2 separate regions of the Sus scrofa genome follow, and region 2 is linked to region 1. A link is a contact called in public HiChIP or PLAC-seq data. All regions are on one chromosome and are shown on one strand. Each heading gives the region's core, a stretch centred on a gene start, on an enhancer-like site or on the middle of the called end of the contact. The rest is flanking DNA. Distances are from core to core; before and after follow the strand shown. Region 1 holds the start of SLC2A5 (solute carrier family 2, facilitated glucose transporter member 5). Region 2 holds the start of TMEM201 (transmembrane protein 201).

Region 1 (5,971 bases), core at 1,419-3,918:
GCTAGACTTTCTACCACACCAGGCCGCCCCCCGCCCGACCCCAGCTCCGCAGCAAAGAACCACCTGGCCCCAAATGCCAGGAGGGCCCTGCTCCAGAGGATGTTCAAAAAGAATGAACAGGTCATTTACACACATCATCTCAGTGAATTGTTTCTGCAGCCCTCGGCAGTGGTAATGGTTATTGTCCACTGAAAAACACTCCACCTGAAAGTTGAGAGTTATGTTTTATTTGGGGCAAAATGAGGACTTCAGCCCAGGAGACAGATCGCAGGTAGCCCTGAGAGAGGAGCTGGGATGTCTTGGAGATTTTGCAACAAAGGACAGGGAGCAGGAACAAAAGAGGCCTGGGCTCCCTGAGACCATTCCTTTGAAATGCACCTCCGCTATCGGGGCCAGGATCCTGAGTTCTCACAGCCTGCAGGACGCATCAGCTCTCACCCTCGGAGACATTCTTTATCCTTAACTACAAGCGGCGAGGCTGAAATACCACCCAAGGAGGAGAAGGGGGGACATCAGGATGGGATAAAGGTGAGGGGGAGGTGCAGGCAGCACACACCTGTTTCAATGCGCACACCCTTCTTACAACAGTTTGTTGCTGATCTCCTCAAAGTTACTACCAGTCACAAGGAGCAGACCTCACCACAAAGGATTTTAGTGTTTTTCTAGATATGAGGAGATACAAGCATTGGGCTCATAAAATCTCCTGAAAATATCTGACTATCTGAAGGCCTGTTCTTCCAGTTTCCCCAGAGCATAGAGGTGCCTCCCTCCTGGTCCCCAGCCTGAGCTCTGCTCAGGGGATGCTGCGGGTGTGTAGCTGCCGTGGCTCATGTTTTACTCCATGCAAAGGCGGATGGCAAAGGCCAAACTTCAGTTCACATTATTATTTCCATTTTATAGATGAGAAAACTGAGGCACAGAGCGGTTAAATAACTCGCTCAAGTTCCCACAGCTAGAACAGGATGGAGCAGGAATGAATCCTAGGTACTTGTACCTCCCAAACCTCTCTCTCCCTTTTTTTTTTTTTTTGGCCGTGTCCATGGCAAGTCTAAGTTCCCAGGTCAGAGATCGAACCCACGCCACAGCTGCAATGAGCCACAGCAGTGACAACGCCAAGTCCTTAAGCTGCTGACCCACGAGGGAACTCCTCCCCAAACTTGCTCTCTGTCTATGAGCTACAGCGCACGTACCCAACCCTGCCTATGGTGAAGGTCTTAGATCCATATGCAAATAATTAATGTGCACAGAAAGTACCTCCCACCGTCAATATAAGCAGATGCTGTTGTGATGAATAAAATGCTTATTTCTTAAAAGTGTTAATAGAGTCACATTATGTTTCTGTCCTTATGTGTGTTCCTCAGTCAAGAGACTCTAAAAGTACAAGGCAATTCTATGGAAGGCAGGGGTGAGAGGGGAGAGGGCCAGAAAAATCTTTTGTCTCTAAAACAGAGAAGTCGCATTATCTAAAAAGGTAGGGAATCTCTGCTACAGATTTGAGGTAAATTCAAATCCTGCAACATCTTTTCCGAGCCTTTCTTCTTTGCATGCTGGCTCTTTACATGCTGAAAACGTTCATGAAAAGGCTCGGAAGCCAAAATAAAAACAAAGCAAACACATCTCACTAGCCATGTGTAAGGATTTTGCTGCAGTGCCAGAAGCCCTTCACCTCAAATGCTTATGGTTAAGGACATTGTGACAAATTCTCCTTTGAGTCTCATCAACTCGGCGGCAGGTACTTTTTTTCCTTTTGGCTGCACCCACAGCATGCAGAAATTCCCCGGACCAAGGATCGAACCGGCACCCCAGCAGCGATCCGCGCTCCTGCGGTGATAACACCGGATCATTCACCCCCTGCCTGGGCCACAAGAGAACACCCCGGTTCCAGGTAGTTTTAAAAGCTGTTTCAGGAGAATGATTTGCAAAGAAGCTCTAAATCCGAACGTCTCTAAATGTCTCTCAAGTCCCTGTAGAAGTCCAGCTGCGGGGTGAACTCCGAGGGGCAGGTCCCCGCAATGGTCCGCCACGGCACAGAGCTCCCAAAAGCATCCCCTAGCAGCGATCAACTGGTCCTGCGGGTGGGCTGCTTCCCCCCCTGCCTCCCTGGACAGCACACTTACCCCTTCCCTCTTGACCGGCTCCTGGGGCTCCATCTTGGGTCTGGACGTGCAGAGTTCTGCTTATTTCCCTTCAGCCAAAATAACAAATGCACTGGATGGCGAGAAAAGACATTCTGGCTGTACTTTGGCCGGGCCAGGTAACAGCCAATAGCATTTTTATAGGCAGTCTCAGCCAGAATAACCCTTTCGGGAACCTAGAGGTGGGTCTTGTTTTCGCTTCTTCTTTCAAACGAGATGTCTGGGGTCTGGCTCAGCAAGCGGGCACCCCCCAGGGACCGCAGACCAGACCGCAGGCACCGTGCCTTCCTGAGTTGGGACAGTCTGCGGTATTTCCTTACTGCCTGCAAAAGCCTCCACTGGTCGGGCTCGTGGTGAGTGACTGGAAGGGTTATTTCTGTCACAAACACATGGAAAGCAACAGGTGCCACCGACCCCACAACACACCAGGTAACACGGGGGCAAGGCATAGGGTCATCAGAGGCTTCTCCGAGTGGCCCCTGCCAGGAAGCCTGCAGCCACGCCTCTCCAGCAGAGAGTCGAATTTTGCCAGATTTGACCCTAGGCACCACTTTCTCAGAAAGCTGATTTTCCTTTTTAAGGAACTCAGGGTTGGCTTAGAGATGCGATTTTCTGTGCAATCATCACTCTTGCAAAAGCAGTAAATATTTCATTTCCTTTTATCTGCAGGGCAGGGAAAGTGAGTCACCGCTGTTTGACTGGGCCCTCCACGCATGGCCGGGCCACCGTCGGCCCCCTGCACTCAGCACGTGTTCAGCTGCCCTGGGGCACACAGGCTCAAGTGGCCAAAATCCAGAGCAAAGTCCCACAAGACCCATTGGGTTTCATCTTTCCTGGGCCCATTCCCTGCTTTATTTGCTGTGGTCCAAACCAGTTCCTGGAGTCACCTCTTTCCCTAAGCCACCTTCAAAGACAGTTAAGGGGGCCCCACTCTGTGTTGGGGGCTGGTCCTGGCATCCATGGAATTGTGACCAGGCGCCTCCGTGCGGCAGGCTTGGAGGAGGGGGGACAGTGTAATTAGCCTGTGTGCGCTGCCGGTGGTCTGTGCTTTCTGATTCAGAGAGGGATGGGGACCGTGGGGGTGGGGTGGCACCATTTCCTTCCCTGTCCTTTCCCTTCTGTGTCACAGCCCTGACACAAGGATTTCCAACTAAGGGTTGGCCAAACCCGAGGTTTCCAGTTATTTCGAAGAGTTTTGAAAAATTCTCCAAAGAAAATGCGCTTTAGTTGGGGGCAGGGGTACAGGATGCTGGGGACAGAGGAAAAGGGTTCAGGCGGCACCACCAACGACAAAAAAAAAAAAAAAAAAAATGTCAAAAGGCTGCCAAGTCAGAGAAGGGGACGGGGACACCCTGGCCCCCAGCCTCACCCGCCCCTCCAGGAGTGGGGGTGGGGGCCCAGGGCCGGAGGGGGCTGTCCTGTCCCCAGTACCTGGCTCAGGCAGGTCCCAGGGCCTCCAGGACGCAGCCTTGGGAGTCACCAACGCCTCAATGGCCCCGGAGCGCAGCGCGGGGGTTGGGGGTTGAGAACGCGGGGAGGCTGCCACCCGCGCGGGGCCGCGGAGCCTGGGCGCCCGGCTGCTGGATGCTCGGCCGCCGCGGGGCCGCCCAGGCGTCCGTGCCAGGTCCCCCTCCCCTCTGCCCTGCACCTCCTCAGCCCAGGACCGTCGAGCCCTGCGGCGGGCGGAGCGGCACCGGTCCCTGCCTCGGCGGCCTGGCTGGGCAGCTAGGGCTCCGGTGGGCCTGGAACAGTCGGGAATGGGCCCAGAGGCTCGGGGACTAACCCCTACCCAGGTCCTCTGCGTCCCCTGCCAGGTCCTTCGCAGCCCGGGGCCCGGGGCCCCGGGCACAGCAGCCTCTGGGTCTCAAGCTGCCATCAGTCCCGATGGGGTTGGGGGGAGGGAGTCCTTTGAGCGCCCATAGATCTCTGGACTCAGAATGGAGAATGGCCGCTGGTGGGAGGCAGGGACTGTCCCTGCTGGGGGTCCTTCAGGAACCTAGCCTGGGCTTGCCCACTGCAGGGGTCTTTTCCTGATCTTTCCATGTGTATATATCACCCATGGGAGCTGAAAACCCGGGGCAGGGGTGGGGTCTCATTGCAGGGGTGGAGTCTCATTGCAGGGGTGGGGTCTCATTGCAGGGGTGGAGTCTCATTGCAGGGGTGGGGTCTCATTGCTGTCCCGGGGCCCTCGCCCTCCTTCCCGCCCTGCCCGCGTCTTTGTCTCCTCTGGACTGAGGGAACCTGCCATTTGAAACCTGTTTTCACCATGGGGTTTAAAGGGACAATAATAAACAACACTGATTAACCCAAGGACATTTTGGCTAATTACACTCAGCAGGCCAAGGCGTGTCCCAGGACCGCGTACCACTGTTTCCAAGAAACTGACCTGTGTTTGAAACTACCTCTGATGCAAGCCAAAGAATCACTTTTAAAGGGAAAGGACAGCGGCCAGACCCAGGTTCTCCCAGCACTCCCCTGATTCCATTTCCCCTCCTCGCATACAGTTTGATTCGTGACAGGGAAATTATATTAGAATTTTGTCATTGAGGGAGAAGAGGCCCTGAAGCCAGTTTGCCTCATTTGCGGAGGGCTGTGCATTAGGCCCCTCTAACCTCTCCAATGGGAAAAGCTCTTGCTAAGAACCCGTGCTTGCCCAGGATTCTGACAGGAGGATTTGGGTCCCAGAACTCGACTCCCAAACTGTTAATGTTGGCATAAAATGTAAGTGCATTAGCCCACAATTTTTTTAATTAAAAAATTTTATTAAAGTATAGTTGAGTTACAACATCGCACCAATCTCTGCTGTACAACACACTAACTCAGTCCTACATGTGTGTGTCCCCTTTCTATGTTATCTTCTATCAGGTTCTATCCCAAGAGACTGGATAGAGTTCCCTGTGCTACACAGCACGACCTCATTGCTTATCCATGCTAAATGTCATTGCCTGCATCTATTAACCCCAAACTCCCAGTGTATCCAGCTCCCTCCCGCTTCTTCCTTGGCAACCACAAGTCTGTTCTCCATGTCTGTGAGTCTGAAGTTTCTGTTCTGTAGATAGGTTCATTTGTGTCATATTGTAGATTCCACATATAAGTGATATCATAGGGTATTTGTCTTTCTCTTTCTGACTTATTTCACTCAGTATGAGAAACTCTGGTTGCATCCATGTTGCTGCAAATGGCATTATTTTGTTTTTTTATGGCTGAATAGTATTCCATTTGTTAGCACACAATTTTTGAAGATTTATCAGAATCTGAAAACAGTGGGTTTTTTTTCCTAGGGTGTGAGATTATGAATGATTTTAATCCTAGCATATATTTACCCTTCCATTTACTGAGTCTACTACTGTACTAGAGGGGGAATACAACAGGGTGCAAAAATAAAAGTTGTCTGGTCCTCATGCGGCTTAGGCTCTAGTTGAGAAAGCAGACTTTAGTCAGATAAATGCATTGAAGGATATATAACTATTAAAGGGATTCTAAAGAAGGGGGGCTGGGGACTGGTCAGGGAAGTTTTCCTTAAAAAAAAGTGAACTTGAGCTGAGATGGGAAGGATGACTAGAGCTTACCTTAAAAGGGGGGGTGGGTAGGTGGGCGGGTAGTGGAGAAAGTCTTCCACAGGGAACAGTATGTGCCAGGGCCCTGTGGTAGAAGAAAAAGTGCCAGTCGGGGCAGCTGAAGAACACAAAGCAGAGAGGAACAGCGGATGGAGAAGCTGGGGTGGGTGGGCAGGACCAGGCTATGTTTAGTGCTTGTGGACCATGTCAAAGAGCTTGACTTTGGTTCTAGGTGCAGAGAGAGGCATTAAGGGTCTTGGAGAATGACCAGATTTGTGT
Region 2 (6,270 bases), core at 2,338-4,837, 440 kb after region 1:
AAAGCTCTTTGACCGGAATTTGCATGTATTGTACATTACAATTATTTTTCATCGGAATATCTGGAAAGATACTTGATTCTAATAACTGATGTAATGCAGTTTCGGTTTCAGTGGCCAACACTCTGGTAGGGATGAGAGGAGGGTGGCCTGTTTTTTTAATTTTTTAAAATTATACTTGATTTACAGTGTGTCCATTTCTGCTGTACAGCAGAGTGACCCAGTCATACATGTATATACGTTCTATTTCTCACATTTATTTTCCATCCCGTTCTATCCCAAGAGATTAGAAATAGTTTCCTGTGCTACACAGTAGGACCTCACTGCTTATCCATTCTAAATGAAGTAGTTTGCATCTCCTAACCCCAACTCCCAGTCTGTCCCATTTCCTCTTCTCGCCCCCTTGACAACCACAAGTCTGTTCTCTGTGTCTGTGAATCTGTTTCTGTTCTGTAGATAGGTTCATTTGTGCCACTTTTTTTTTGCTTTTTAGGGCCACACCTATGGCATGTGGGAGTTCCCAGGCTAGGGGTTGAATTGGAACTGCAGCTGCGGCCTACACCACAGCCAAGGCAATGGCAGATCTGAGCTGCATCTGTGACCTGCACCACAGCTCATGGCAACGCCAGATCCTTAACTCACTGGGCGAGGCCAGGGCTGAACCCGTGTCCTCATGGATACTAGTCAGGTTCATTACCTCTGAGCCACAATAGGAACTCCTGTACCACATTTTAGATTCCCTATATAAGTGATATCATATGGTATTTGTCTTTCTCTTTCTGATGTCACTTTGTATGAGAATCTAGCAGCATCCATGTTGCTGCAGGTATTTTCAAATTGAAATACAGTTGAAATAAGTTGAGTTTAATTTTGTTCCCCTTTGGTTATAAAGGAGTTGGTTGGTATTTTTGAGCCCTCTCATGTAAATTGCTTCAACCGTCAGCACTAGGTGGAAGTCCAAAGAAATGCCTTTAGTCAAGCTCCATTGATTCTCAAATGCATGAGAGTAAAGAGCTTTCTGTTCCAGACGCTCACTTTAACCATCTAGTAGTGGCACTGAGCAACCGCTTCCTATTTTCATATTCATGGTAAAGCCTGAATTTTTCCTCAATATTTTATCTAATATGAAGGTTAACGGTTAGGTTGTTTAATATCCACGTGTTGGGTATATTATTTGGAGACAGTTTTCTTCATTCTCGAAGTAATAAATTGGATGTTGACCTGGTATGATTTATTCCTCTGCTGCTTCTGTACCAGGGCATTGAAAGAAGCCTTGGGTACCAGAAGTGGGAAGGGAACAAGCAGGGAAAAGCGATGCTCCTTTGTAAAATGGGCTTGTTGGATTTCTTTTTTTTTTTTTTAATGAAAAGTTTTTTTTTCTTTTTTTGGCCATGCCCACGGTATGTGGAAATGACCAGGCCAGGGATTGAGCCTGAGCCACTGCAGTGACAACACTGGATCCTTAACCCACAGAACCACCAGGGAACTCTGGGGCTTTGGGGATTTTAACGTGGGGAATAGCACTATTTGAGCTGTTAATGGTAAAATCCCATGACTGGGTTCTCTTCTCCACAGCTCAGTCACTGGTATTTCACCATTTTCCAGTAGTCACATATATAACACCTTTAAAACCCTCACTGCTTACCTGTTGTGTTTATTTTCTCATATAAATTAATTCTGACAACCTCGTGGGGCACGTATGATCATCATCCACATTTGACAAATAAGAGAGGACCTGAGGTTGCATGACCTGCCCGAGTAAGTAATAAACTGACTAGTTGGGGGTCTGTGCTGTTGCTGAGTGGATGGACGGAAGGTGCCGTGATCTGACTCTGAAGCCAAGGTCCCTCGAAGCATCCCATTCAGTTCACATAAGGATGATGATGCCACAGACGTGACCCGGTCAGGGCGGGCATATGCTAGTAGTTGCTGGGTGCATTCTCTGTCCACAGAGATCACTGAGCCCTTTTGAGTGAGACGTTGTGCAAACAGCCTTCCTTGGAAAGAACGGTGCTTAATACCACGTCTCACTTTTTGAAGGGAAGCTTCACTGCGATTCATTCATGAGCGGTGAAACCAGCCACGCGCCAAAGGAAAGCCTCGGTGCTAACACCCCTCCCAAGAAAGACGCACTTCTGGGCAGACTGCTCACCGCCTAGGCTTGGGGCCCTGCTCCCTTCCCTCCTGCAGGTCCTGGTGAAGGCACAGGACTAGACTGTGGGGCAGATTAGCCAGCAGCATGAAACAAAGGTAACATTTGCTGATAAAAAACCCATCGCTCACTAGGACAGTAAGGACTCTAATGTTGACCTCAAAAAGCATGAAGTGTGGGAACGCTGAGAAGTACATTGTAATTAAATACGAACATTTCCAACTCGCTTTTTTTTTTTTTTTTTTTTTTTAATGAGGTTAGCACAGAGTTCCTTCTTGTGGCTCAGCGGAAACGAATCCGACTGGTATCTAAGAGGATGCTGGTTCACTCCCTGGCCTCACTCAGTGGGTTGAGGATCCGGTGTTGCTGTGAGCTGTGGTGTGGGTCACAGACATGGCTCTGATCTGGTGTGGCCATGGCCATGGTGTAGGCTGGCAGCTGCAGCTCGGATTCGACCCCTTGCCTGAGAACCCCCATATGCTGCAAGTGTGGCCCTCAAAAGACAAAAGTAATTTAGTGCAAACCAATAATACTAAAACTCTTGGATAATCTTCCTGCTCTTCTGAGGTAACTGTTTGCTGTTCAGTATTATCTATTCCTACAAACATAAATTATAGGAGTTTATTCAAACTTAGATATAAATATTAATGTGCAAATCACTTTGTTATGAAACTATTTCACCCCTCTAGGCCAGTCCCTGTAGCCCTGACATTCTAATAGTTGGATTTATGTTCTGAAGCATGGCTGTCCTGTGGTATATTCAACCTCCTCCTTATTGGTGGGGATTGGTGGTGTGCAGGGAGGGTTCGTGTTTCTACGAACTGATTGATTGATTGATTGATTGATTTTTGGTGCGGCATATGGACGTTCCCAGGCTAGGGGTCCAATCGGAGCTGCAGCTGCCAGCCTACACCACAGCCACAGCAACGCTGGATCCGAGCCGTGTCTGCGACCTACACCACAGCACAAAGCAATCCTGGGTCCTTAACCCACTAAGCGAGGCTAAGGATCGAACCCGCATCCTCATGGATCCTAGCTGGGTTGGTTAACGGCTGAGCCACAAAGGGAACTCCTACAAACTTATTTGGAGTGGCTTCAGGGGAAGTGGCTTAAGAAGCTCCAACCTGCTGCAACTGGTCGGCTTGTCTAGGTGTTGGGAAGCCTGGACTAGCGGTGGAGGGAGAAGAGGGGAAGACTAGTTACGATCTGGCAAGTAACTGGAGATGCTGAAGTTAGCCGACTTTGGGCAAGGCGCCGGGCGAGTGCGGAGGAAGCGGTGGAGGGCGGACGGGGCTCCACGCAGCCTCCCACCTCCTGCCGCCGGGGGGCGCACTCCGAGCGGCACAGCCACTTCCGCCGGCGCCCCGCCCACCAGGCTCGCCCGGCGCTTCGATTGGCTTGCGCAGCGGGAGCGCGCCGAGTCAGGGGGCGGGCCCGCGCCGGCTACAAAGCGGCGAAGGTCACGGCGCGGGGAGGCGCGCGCCGCCGCTCCGCGTCCCGCCTGCGTCCCTCGGCTCTGCCGCCACCGCCTCCCGACGCTGCCCGCCGCCGCCCACCGCCTGCGCGAGGAGCCATGGAGGGAGTGAGCGCGCTGCTGGCCCGCTGCCCCACGGCCGGCCTGGCCGGCGGCCTGGGGGTCACGGCGTGCGCCGCCGCCGGCGTGCTGCTCTACCGGATCGCGCGGAGGTGAGTGCGCGCGGCCCACGCGGCCTCGGCCCGCGCCCGCGGCCCTCCCGCCCCGGCGCTCCGGAGCCTCCCTCTCCGTGCGCGCCGGGGCCGCGGTGTGGCGTGGGGCCCGTGTGTGCCGCGCTGAGCCCCGTCGTGCACGCCCCCGCCTCAGAAAAGAAGAGCGGGCTGCGAATCCTCGGTCGGGAAGCGGCTGAGGATCGGGTTGAGGGTCCCCAGGAATGTGGGGCGGGCGGCAACAGCCAGCGCGTGGGCTATGAACTTCCTTCCCCCGCGGAGACCTGTGATGGCCGAGCCGCAGGGTCTTCAGGGCCCCCAGACCCTGAGGGAGAGCCGAGCGGGGCTCGGGCCGCTCTCTTTTCCGACTCAGCCCCCATCCCTGGTCCTCAGGAGCACGTTGGAGTAGCGTGATCCCAGCCAGCAGTTTCTGGTCTGTATACGCTGTCTCAGGCGTCCTTCTAATCTCACATTAGCTCATTTCAGAGGCACAACCCCTGCCTTCCCTAGAGAAGCGGAGGGACAAAAGAGCTACATAAATTGTTATTAATCAGAGGAGTAAGGGTGTGAGCTGAAGCATCCTTGCCATGGAGCCTGCATCCCTAACCCCTTGGCCCTACTGCCTCCAAGAGCAGAAAACCTGACATACTTCAGAGGTGTTTAAAACTGGGCCGGGTTGCTGCTGGGGTTCAGTGGGTGTCCCCTGCCCTGGCCCAGGCTTAAAGATACGCTGATCGCCCCCTCCCCCCATACGAAGAGCTGGCTTCTTGCTCCAGCAAGGCCTCAGGGGCAGCCCCACTGTGTCCTCATTTGATCCACCTTCCCAGGGAACAAGGAAAAAGAGGGGGTTGTGAGAACATTCTGGGGACAGAATGAGTGGGTTTGTAGAATCAGCAAGGGAGGTGGGAAGCTCAGCTCTTTCGGTGGGAGAGAGGAAGGAACTTGCCCACGGCCACCCAGCAGCGAGTCAGGGAGCTGGGAGCTGGCATTGGAACCCAGAGGGTTGGTCTGTTCTTCCTTAGGCAGCACCGTACGCTGCTTCTCACCCAGGGGAAGAGAAGTGAGGGCGACTGAGTCACAGGCTTCCTGGAGGAGGAAGGGGTGGGAGGGATGTCAGCTATCTGCAGGATGAGCCAGACTGGCAGGCTGAGGAGGGGGTGGCCTCAGGGGGTCCCTGACAAGCCACATCTCTACGTGTCCCAGCTTCTGCCCAATTCTTGGAAGCTGGAGGGGTGGCAGAACCAGCTGGTTCAAACCAGTCGCTTGATACACGAGGGAACTGAGGCGCAGCAGTGCCCGCTGCTTGCTTAGATTCCCAGAGCATGTTGACAGCAGAACTGCGTCCAGTGTCTGGTTTCTCCCTCACACTGCAGCCTTCCAGTTAACCCAGGGTCGGGAGAGGTCCGTCCAGGGCTGGGAGCCTGGGCTGGCATTGTTGCCAAGCCTGGCAGCCCTACTTGGGTTGGCGTGGCCCGGTTAGGACCAGGTTTGCTCACTGTGCCTCGAGCTCTGTCTTGTGTAGCAGCATTCCCAGGGGTCCTGGCTGCCAGCCCCAGCTTTCCCGCTGCTGCAGACAGGCATCTGGGCCTGGGTGCAGTGTTGGGTGAGCTGGTTTGAAGGTGTGCTGGGAGGATACCAGTGGTGTGGCACTGGTACAGTTGTGGTGTGGCATTGGGACCTGTTGAGAAGGACCAACCTTTCCCAGGAGGCTCCGTGATCCTCCCAGAGCACTGGCTTTTGTCTGGGGATCATAAATTGGCCACTGTCACCATTCAGAAGCAAGACCAACCCCGCAGATGGAACCCTCTCCCTCTCAGGGTGGAATAGTGACAGCGAGGAACGTTGGCTTTGGCGCAGTGCAGGTTTTGAATGACCCTCGGGAGGGCATGTGAGGAGAGTTGTTTTTGGAAATGGACTTGGCCGAGTGGGTGTTTACGTGCTCAGCACGGAGATGGAGGGACGCGGACGGAGGACTGGCTGCAAAGCGCTTCTCAAGGGCAGAGCCGACCTGGTTTCCCACCTGCGGAGTCCTCTTGACCGGGCCACCTGTGACCTGGCGGGCAGGTGCGGTGCTGTTGTCCCCATTCTACAGAAGAGGAAACAGGTGTGGAGAGATCCTTTCCTGCCCAGTGACACCCAGCTGTTCAGTGGCAGAGTCTTGCCTCCCTCCAGCCCTTCTGCTCCAAACCAGGCCCCATGCTCTGGGTCCTTGCTGCCTTGGCGGCTGCCCTGCACCACAGGAGGCTGGGTGGAAGCCCAGGTTCCACATCCCTGGCCCACTTGCCCTGTACCCAGGCAGCCTACCCTGCCCAGACTCCCACCCCTGGACTTGGTATCATCATGTCCGTCTCCTGCCAGCACATCCCTGCGCAGGACCTCGGGGACCTCCCGCGCCCCAGAGGCATTTGGAGAGGAGTGGCTGCAGCCTCCGGGCGGGA

What was found. HiChIP or PLAC-seq counts read pairs in DNA pulled down with a chosen protein or histone mark.
Region 2: a contact with region 1 is called in an H3K27ac HiChIP or PLAC-seq map of alveolar macrophages. The contact joins the promoter of TMEM201 here to the promoter of SLC2A5 in region 1. A contact is called at or near these places in 1 of 5 promoter capture datasets (liver) and 1 of 2 datasets of contacts at active chromatin or transcription factors (alveolar macrophages).

Annotation. Positions count from the first base shown.
Region 1 is chr6:69,533,126-69,539,096 of Sscrofa11.1, forward strand. SLC2A5 (solute carrier family 2, facilitated glucose transporter member 5) reads right to left here and starts at 2,669. Exons shown (of 13, transcript XM_021095282.1): 1 at 2,118-2,669. The coding sequence starts at 2,150.
Region 2 is chr6:69,969,791-69,976,060 of Sscrofa11.1, forward strand. It overlaps TMEM201 (transmembrane protein 201), which reads left to right and starts at 3,588. Exons shown (of 10, transcript XM_013998955.2): 1 at 3,588-3,835. The coding sequence starts at 3,723.